2 separate regions of the Bombyx mori genome follow, and region 1 is linked to region 2. Evidence: chromatin contacts called from public Hi-C data. All regions are on one chromosome and are shown on one strand. The core of a region is the stretch at or near the end of the contact, and the rest is flanking DNA. Distances in the headings are between cores, read along the strand shown. Region 1 holds the start of LOC101739365 (CD2 antigen cytoplasmic tail-binding protein 2 homolog). Region 2 holds the start of LOC101739648 (zinc finger protein 521).

Region 1 (4,538 bases), core at 650-3,149, 160 kb after region 2:
TTGCTTAGCTATTTCAACTAAAGACTTATTCCCAAATTCATAGTCTTCTATTGCTGTTTTTAATATTAAGGGATCATATCTCTTATAAAGCTTGCACTCTTTGATACATACACGCGAGGCATATCTAAAAATAGAAAACAATACGTAACTGATAATATAAATATAATTGCACTAATAATTAAATAAAAGTTTTAGACAAAAACATCATGAATAAATGAGATTCTTACCAACACGTTTAAAAAAGATTGTTATAACTACATAGACAACCCTACAATCCTGTACGTATTTATACTTAAGTCGTTCCCATTCAACTTATTGTCGTCCCAATTGACCTCCCTTTCATTGTTATTTGTAGCTCAGGTGACCCCATTAACCCCAAACATAACAATTTTAATATGTATTTTTAAATTATCAAAAAACATTAAAACCAATAACAATTGAGACTTACCGTTAATATATATGATGGCTCAAACACTAAATAAAGTTTTTATATCACAGTCGTCTTATATTATTATCAAATAATATATGCTGGCTTAACCATCAACTGGTGTTCGGTTGTAAAGGACCTAGGCCTACTTATTGACTCCAGCCTGAGTTGGCGAGCCCAGGTCATCTCCGTGTGTCAGTGAGTTACACTTACACTCCGTATGCTTTACCGCCTGAACAATATCCTTCCGCCCGAAACCAAGAGACAATGCTCGTTTAAACTTTGATCTTCCCCATGATCGACTATGGTGATGTGTGCTACTTTGACCTGAATGCAGATCTACTCAATAAACTTAACCGGCTTCTCAATAACTGCATTCGATTTATTTATAATCTTCGGAAATACGATCATGTATCTTCTCATCGCTCCCAACTCAAATTGCTCCCCATTCGACAACGCCGTAGCTTGCGTGCTCTCAGTACTCTTTACTCTTTGTTGCACTTCCCAAATCCACCTGAATACTTAGGGTTTGACTACAGCCAAAATCTTCGTTCATCTCACAATCTTCTTCTTCGCTGTTAGTTCGCAGGTAGTTCGGACTTTTTACATTCTTCCTTCACTATTCAATCTATTCTTCTATGGAATGCGCTCCCACTTAAAATAAGGTCGGCCAGAGTTTAAGACAAGGTTTCGAGTACTTAGAATCAATTAGATGACTCTGCTAAGAGTTAGCAGAGTCATCTAATTGATATTTATTTATATATACACATTTTTATATGTATATATTTATGTATATGTATTTATTTAACAAACAAACAACTGTCTGTACAAACTGTTTAAATAGCACTCGGGAGTTATTTTGCGAAAAAAAACTGTCACACTTTTGGATTAGAAAAAAATAGATGTTGCTTCAGCTGAAGCACTGTAGTGCGCTACCGAAGAATTACACAATCAACGTGAAAAAAGAGCAACCGGTTGGCGATGTATCGCATCCCGACCCGACAGCCTGGTTCTAGTCCAGCGGGGTATTCCGGGACTCCAGTCGCACTGTGTGGGTGGCCTGACGGGCTATCGTACCCAGACGGCTGACGGCTGTAGAGCATTCCGTCTCAAAGGCTCCGTCGACCGGACGTCCTCGGGGGAGCTGCGCTGTCTGTAGTGTTGACCGCGATAACCCCTTTACCTCACCCGGGTTCTGACCTGGAAGGGTATCAGACGATTGGGCGAGAGTGCAGGGGAGTTGTGTAGTGGGTATGGCCCTAAATTCTATCCTTTAGGCCCGCGGTACCGGCGAAGGCGGACTTTCGGCGCGGTATTGTGGGTTTCGTGGAGTCGTAGCGGTCAGTAAGCCCCCTCAACCGGGTAACCGTACGGATTCTACAGCGTTAAAAAAAAACAAAAAGAAGGCCCGCGGTTCACTCCCATACCCCATGCGCCCCTAGGGGCGGGGTATTCCTAGAAAGTTCGGCCCCCAGTCCAAAAAAAAAGATCAAGCACTTCAAACCGCATTTCGTCGACTTTCGCCAGGGAAACTGCTTAGCTGAGTGTTAAGCAACATACCTTGATAAAAAAGTCGTCGGGGCCTAAAGGATAAGACGTTCGGTGCATTCGTGTTGAGTGATGCATCGGTGTTCGAATCTCAGGTGGGTACCAATTTTTCTAATGAAATACATACTCAACTAATATTCTGGATTGACTTCCACGGTGAAGGAATAACTTATTTATTTATTTTATTTATTTATGTACACACAGAAAAAAAGACATAGTACAGAGTAATAGGAAAATTATGTACAAAGGCACTGCTTATTTCTTTAAGAAATCTCTTCCAGCAAACCTGCGAGAGGATAATGAGAATAATAATAAAAAGTGATAAGTGTGTGTAGAACAAATAATACATAACTAAAACAACAAATACAACATGAGAATTATAGTAATGCACTTACACATACCAAATATTGTTAAACTTGAGTACAAAATATTATAAGTCACAGTAACACTCGTATATACGAAGAGTATAGAACCATGATCACTCGGTTGATGAGAGATAAAATTGTTTGACCTTGTATTTAAAAACAGAAACAGACTTGCAAACTCGGATGTCAGCCGGCAACGAATTCCACAGTCTGACCGCGTGCACAGTAAAGGAGTGAGAATAGAAATTGGTTTTGTGAGAAGGGAATAACAAAACAGAACGTTGGTTGGACCTGCAGGGAGCATCAGGAGAACGAATGAAAGAGAATCGCTCACGTAAATATAAGGGAGAAGTGGGCTTATGTAGGATATTGAATAGGAGACATAATATTCGAGTATTCCTACGAAGGCGTATAGGGAGCCATTTAAGTTCTTTGCGAAAATGTGAAACATGATCGAATTTTCTGAGATTGTATATAAAACGGATACATAGATTTTGCATCCTCTCAAGCTTGTTTGAGAGCTCCTCAGTGGCATCCAAGTAGCAGGCATCGGCGTAATCAATTATGGGTAGAATGAGAGCTTGGACGAGAGATATTTTTGTATGCTGAGGTAAGAAGCCCTGCAGACATCTCAACGAGTGCAAGGCGAAGTGCACCTTCCTACTAATCTCAGCAACGTGAGAACTCCACGAAAGATGTCGATCCATACACCCAGGTTTTTAACTGAATCGGTTAGAGTTATTTGAGTCCCATCCAAATAAATTGGGGGGAGTATAGGATCGCTGAGTCTACTGCGCAATTGTTTACCCCCTATAATGATAGCCTGTGATTTTCCCGGATTAATGTGCAGACCGTAGGCTTTTGCCCATTCAGTGATAGACTTCAGATCACTGTTCATCGCAGCAATAGCCGATTCAACGTCAGGCTCTGAGAAGTGGCGATATAGCTGGAGATCGTCTGCGTAGAGGTGGAATTTAGAAGATATAAGCCTAGTGACAGAGTTTATAAACACAGAAAACAGAAGAGGAGAAAGAACACCACCCTGGGGAACGCCCGCACTGACGTTCTGCCAATCCGAGAAAGTCTCGTCAAGACGGACACATTGCGAGCGCCCCCGAAGGTAACTATCAAACCAGTTAATAGCAGACGAGGAGATATTGTTTGATTTGAGTATTTCGAGCAGAACATCGAAGTCAACAAAGTTAAAGGCGCTGCTGAAATCTAACAACACTAATAAAGTTAGTTGTTTGTTTTCCATGGCCCAGCGAATGTCATCGGTCACTTTTAGAAGAGCTGTAACCGTGCTGTGGCCCTTGCGAAAACCAGATTGGAAGGAGCTAAGAAGATTGTGGGAGAGGAGAAAAGACGACAACTGACGGTGGACAATATACTCAAGGACTTTGGAAAGAAAAGGAAGTATAGCTATAGGACGGAACTGAGATGGCAAAATAGGATTGGGGCTTTTTGGGATAGGAACAACATAGGCTTGTTCCCAAGAATCAGGAAAGTTGCTAGAGGTAAAGGAAATGTTGAAAATATGGGTAAGTATAGGTGCTACCGTTGGAAGGATTAGGGCAATCATTTTAGAGCATACGTTATCAATTCCAACAGCCGTGGATGAGATGGAGAAAAAGAAATTACGGACATCAGCAACCGAGACTGGACTTAAGTCAAAAATAGGGATCCGGGGTACGGATAGACTTGAAATCTTAAGCAACGTGGCCGTCTTTGACGAGTCACTAAGTGACACAGGAGGGAGAGAAAAATGCTTATTGAGGGCGCACAAGTCAGTATCCTTGACAGAAGAGACGGGAGGATAACCTCGTGTAATAAAAATCAAACCCGCAATAATTTGCGTAATTACTGGTGGTAGGACCTCTTGTGAGTTCGCGTGGGTAGGTACCACTACCTAGCCTATTTCTGCCGTGAAGCAGTAATGCGTTTCGCTTTGAAAGGTGGGACAACCGTTGTAACTATACTTGAGACCTTAGAATTGATATCTCAAGGTGAGTGGCGCATTTACGTCGTAGATGTCTATGGGCTCCAGTTACCACGTAACAGCAGGTGGGGTCTGAGCTCAAGAGGAACCCAGGGAATTAAATAGCATACCTTCGACTGGATTGACTATCAATGAACATGGTCACTCGGTATAAAAAAATTGTGGAAAAACTAGCTCACTGATGTTATATAGCATAGCG
Region 2 (4,551 bases), core at 391-2,890:
TATTCAGTTTCATTCTATAATCAATTTCAATTTCGTAATCAGTTCCATTTCACTTATAATTTCAGGATTACGGTTTCGTATATAAAAGCAACATGGAAGTTAATTAAGGCTTCTTTTTTTCTAACTATGCTGATAGCCTTGAGAGGATATTTCAGCTTCGCTTTGACGTGTAGGTGAGCTCACGGGGCTCAAACCGGAAGTGTTGCTAACACTGGCCCTAGCAAGAGCAGTCCTTCGCTAACTGAATAACTGCTAACTACTTGTGTGGAATAACACTTTATATCGGGTGGAGGAGACGATATTCGTTATAAAAAATCTCGTCTACATCTCGTCTACAAGCATTACTGCTTCACGGCAGAAATAGGCAGGGCGGTGGTACCTACCCGTACGGACTCACAAGAGATCCTACCACCAGTAATTACGCAAATTATAATTTTGCGGGTTTCATTTTTATTACACGATGTTATTCCTTCACCGTGGAAGTCAATCGTGAACATTTGTTGAGTACGTAATTGATTACAAAAATTGGTAGCCGCCTGGGATTCGAACACCGGTGCATCGCTCAACACGAATGCACCGGACGTCTTATCCTTTAGGCCACGACGACTTCACAGTCGTCTTTATTTTTTAAAAGCTTCAAAATTAATACCAAAAATCTTTCCTGGGATTCGAACACCGGTGCATCGCTCAACACGAATGCACCGGACGTCTTATCCTTTAGGCCACGACGACTTCACAGTCGTCTTTATTTTTTAAAAGCTTAAAAATTAATACCAAAAATCTTTATAGGACGTAAACTCTTTTTATTTGCTACAATCAATTATATTGAAACGATTCCCAATATTCTGCTCCAAACTAATCTCTGTCTATCTGCGAAAATCACATTAATATCTGTTCAGTATATCCGGAGAAAGAAAAACAAATATTTTTACCAGAAAATAATTTTAAACAATAGCCCATTTATGTTTATTCTTCTTTAGTGACCCCCTTTCTATTTCTATTTAAATTACATTTACATAATAAAGGTTGTATATCGATTTTAGGTGAAATCTGTGATTTTTTTACGGTAGTTGATTTTAGTTGAATTTTATTTTATTTCCGTTGTAGGCAGGCTAGCATACGGCTCACCCGACAACAAGCGGCACTGTCGTTTGTGAACATCCGCATTCCCAGGGGCACAACCAAGTCACTGCCTACCGAAAGTTAACTAATGGTTAATTGCATAATAGGAATATAATTTGGGAAAATAATACAATGAATGGGCTTGTATTGTGATCAAACAGCTCTTAACGTTATAAGTATAACTTCATTTATTCTTTTTCTTTTATTTTTAAAGCCAGTCTTTAGATTTCTTAATTTTTTTAAAAGCCAATATACAGATACGAGGACGTCTTGTAGGTAAACATTAGTTTCCAACTGTATGTTTATTTATATTCCAAAAAAGGCATTTTTCAAATTTAACTATTTTTTTATTAATCTTAACAACTTACGTTTCAGTGATCTCGGTTTTGCCTGTTTTCTACGAGACATCCTTCGAACACAAATATTTACATACGCATAAAAACAAAACTATCTTATTTATTTACATGTTCTTTGTGTAAGGATCTTATGATATACGTGTAAAGTTCGCAAAATAAGTTAAGAACGCGTGTACAGTTACCGACACTTCGGCCGGTCACGCGGCTCACCCCGCGCTCACTGAAGCTTACTGGCGCCCAACAAGTGGCAAAAACAATAACGCAACCCGCGCAAACTCATAAGACGTTTTTAGAAAAAAAAAAGAAAAATACTCAATACTAATCCGTATAGGAAGTTAATGCATGTGTGTACATACTTCTCACTATAATTTCGCTGCGTCTACTGTCGATTAACTAGATACGTTTACTTGAATCGTTTTGTAGTTTATCGTAAGGTATATTTATAATTTTATAATTATAATCGTCTACTGCAACAAGTGTGTAAAAACCAGATCAGGAAAATATATAAAAATTAAAATTAACTACGTTAATACAAACAGAAAAGACCTATCAAAACGATTGTGTTACATTATATATATACAGTAAAAGCTCTTTATTGACGCTTCCTTCATTCGCGTTTTCACTATTCGCATATTTAAAAAATGCGACCCAATTCCCATATTCGTGGCTAAAGATTTCTTTATTCGCGGATTAATCAATACATCGATACATGCACGTTAATAAAAAGATATCCAACCGAATATCCTTTATAAACGCGTAATGTTCCATATTCCAGGTTTCTGTATTCGCGGCATATTTACAGAACATATACCCCACGAATAAAGAGTTTTTACTGTAGAGTATAAAGAATGAGTAAAACAAACAAAATCTAAGTAGTGCGTATGTCACTCCCACCTAGAAGCCTCTATTTCAGCACTGGTCATGCTTTACGCAGTGAAGCTATTATCACCGAGCTGGTAATCCCAAATTAATCCACCATGTTTCATATACCAACGTCCCGTGATTGATGATGTCAATCTCATGGGTGCTTTAGCGTCGCAACGCTACTTGTCTGTGATTTCAGCATACATTCGGTATGCTGCTAATTTTACTATATTAGAATTATTTTGTCTGTGCAGTTTGGGTCATAAAAAATCGGAGCGGTGAAGCGAGTATTTCGCTCTCTCTTCCACTCACGAGCCTTATGGACGGGCATAGTGATGCGCATTATTGTTGTCGATAAGCGTTATCGATAATGTATTTAGTTTTGTCATTTTGTGGGTTAGTGATAAAAATGAAAGAAAAAATCACTAATCGAACACTTAAAGCGTGTTCAACTAACTAAACAAGATAGCGTCATTGTTAATCCATTTTACGACGTTAAAGCGTTTAGCTGCCTTTGATTTTATAGGCCTCAATTCTACTATAGTTGGGTCAAAACATCTATCACAAAGATTTCATTAAACCAGGTACCTATGCTATGTTGGACCAACCAAACGTTATACGAACGTATAAAATGTCTAGAATATTTAAAATCAAACTTATTTAAATAAAATGTGTAGAATAAAAAATATTAAAGCTATTCTAAATAACTCCCATAGAATATAGGGCCATTCATGCCCGACGCCTAGCGATACAATGCTTAGCGACTAGCCAGTTTTGCATGCTTGATGCCTGAAGAGTTGCTGTTAAATTTAGTTGGGTCTCCGAAAATTCTTTGATAAACAGTTTACACACAACGCTTTTGAGTTGTTCAGAGAAACAACTAGTGAGCACTAATTCAAAATAGCACCTCAAACAGGTCTAAATTAAGAGTAATGAAACAATAAATTATCAATAGTACTGCACAATCTGGATAGGTCTGCTTATATATTTACTGTCCTGATCCTTAACGATTTCTTAGCAGATCAAACGGACAATATAGTAAATCTTGATTCTACGCCTCAAAAAGTTATGTGAATTAATTGGTTTATTAATTGTTTCTTTAAATTCAAATGATTATATCATACATATGCGGTGAGTTAATAATTGCATAGCACAAATACTTAAAGGTGGAAAAAATTAAAGAAACTACTAAACGTGACTTTTTGGATTCTTGCAAAAAAATCTATTTATGTCTCAATTTATTACCCCCACTATTAAACTGAGATATTATTTCATTTTATTTCATCTTATCTCATCTCGTTTTATTCCATTCCATTTCATCCTATTATCAATTTCAAATAAATCGTCTTCACTCCATTCCGCTCTAATTCACTTCTCAATACTTCTCATATAGCAAAGTACATAATAATATATTGTAATAAATGAAAATTAATTTTTAGACCTGGATTTAAATAGTGGCATTTTGTTTACGAAGATGAAGTTCTAGCGTTGTATAATAAAATCAAACACCAAACATTTATAAAATTTGCATAATTACTGTTGGTAAGTTATATTCTAACATCACCTTCTATTACCATTTTTTTTTTTTTAAGAGATTTTATGACCTGGTAACTAAGACCTTTAAGTCATGTCTTATTTTACTTTAAATTCTTAATTTTATGAAAAATGATAATATGGAGTGAAATGAAATGAAGATGATTAATTTGAGACATTAATCAACTGGGATGAAATTTAATGAAACGAAATGATATGGGATGAAATATAATCGCAGTAAAATGGTGGTCATTTACTGAGATTTTTTCAGTGGACTTTTTGGAGGAACACGAGAAGTTACGTCCAGCAGCTTTGTTTCATTTTCCCACATTTGTGCACTTTCACAGATATTAAACGGTTAATAAACCACCATTATTACACATTTAAACCTGAAGAAACACTAAATAGACAAAATAAAACAAATCACACAACTTCACTCCTCGCGTTCCCGCCAAAAAGTCTTCTATTACCATCCTATCATTATTGCATAGATTACAGACAGTAATAAGCCTAAACGGAACACGATATTAACAACCTACGACTATGTGGTATGTGTTCTTACAAACAAACTACTAAAGATCGAATAATAGTAGCCATGATCGAGTGAAACATTCATTGAGTAAAATATAAATTGATAAGTAAGAAACCTAAGGTTTACGATATATAGGTCTATGAT

The links. Hi-C and Micro-C count contacts between places; a contact is called where the count stands out from the background.
Region 1: a Hi-C map of middle silk gland shows a contact between it and region 2, with 1.9 times the contacts expected there. The contact joins the promoter of LOC101739365 here to the promoter of LOC101739648 in region 2. A contact is called at or near these places in 2 of 7 Hi-C or Micro-C datasets (middle silk gland and posterior silk gland).

Annotation. Positions count from the first base shown.
Region 1 is chr5:10,750,828-10,755,365 of ASM3026992v2, forward strand. It overlaps LOC101739365 (CD2 antigen cytoplasmic tail-binding protein 2 homolog), which reads right to left and starts at 1,900. Exons shown (of 5, transcript XM_062668703.1): 1 at 449-1,900; 2 at 1-124.
Region 2 is chr5:10,594,995-10,599,545 of ASM3026992v2, forward strand. It overlaps LOC101739648 (zinc finger protein 521), which reads right to left and starts at 1,641. Exons shown (of 11, transcript XM_021350602.3): 1 at 1,491-1,641. The coding sequence starts at 1,530.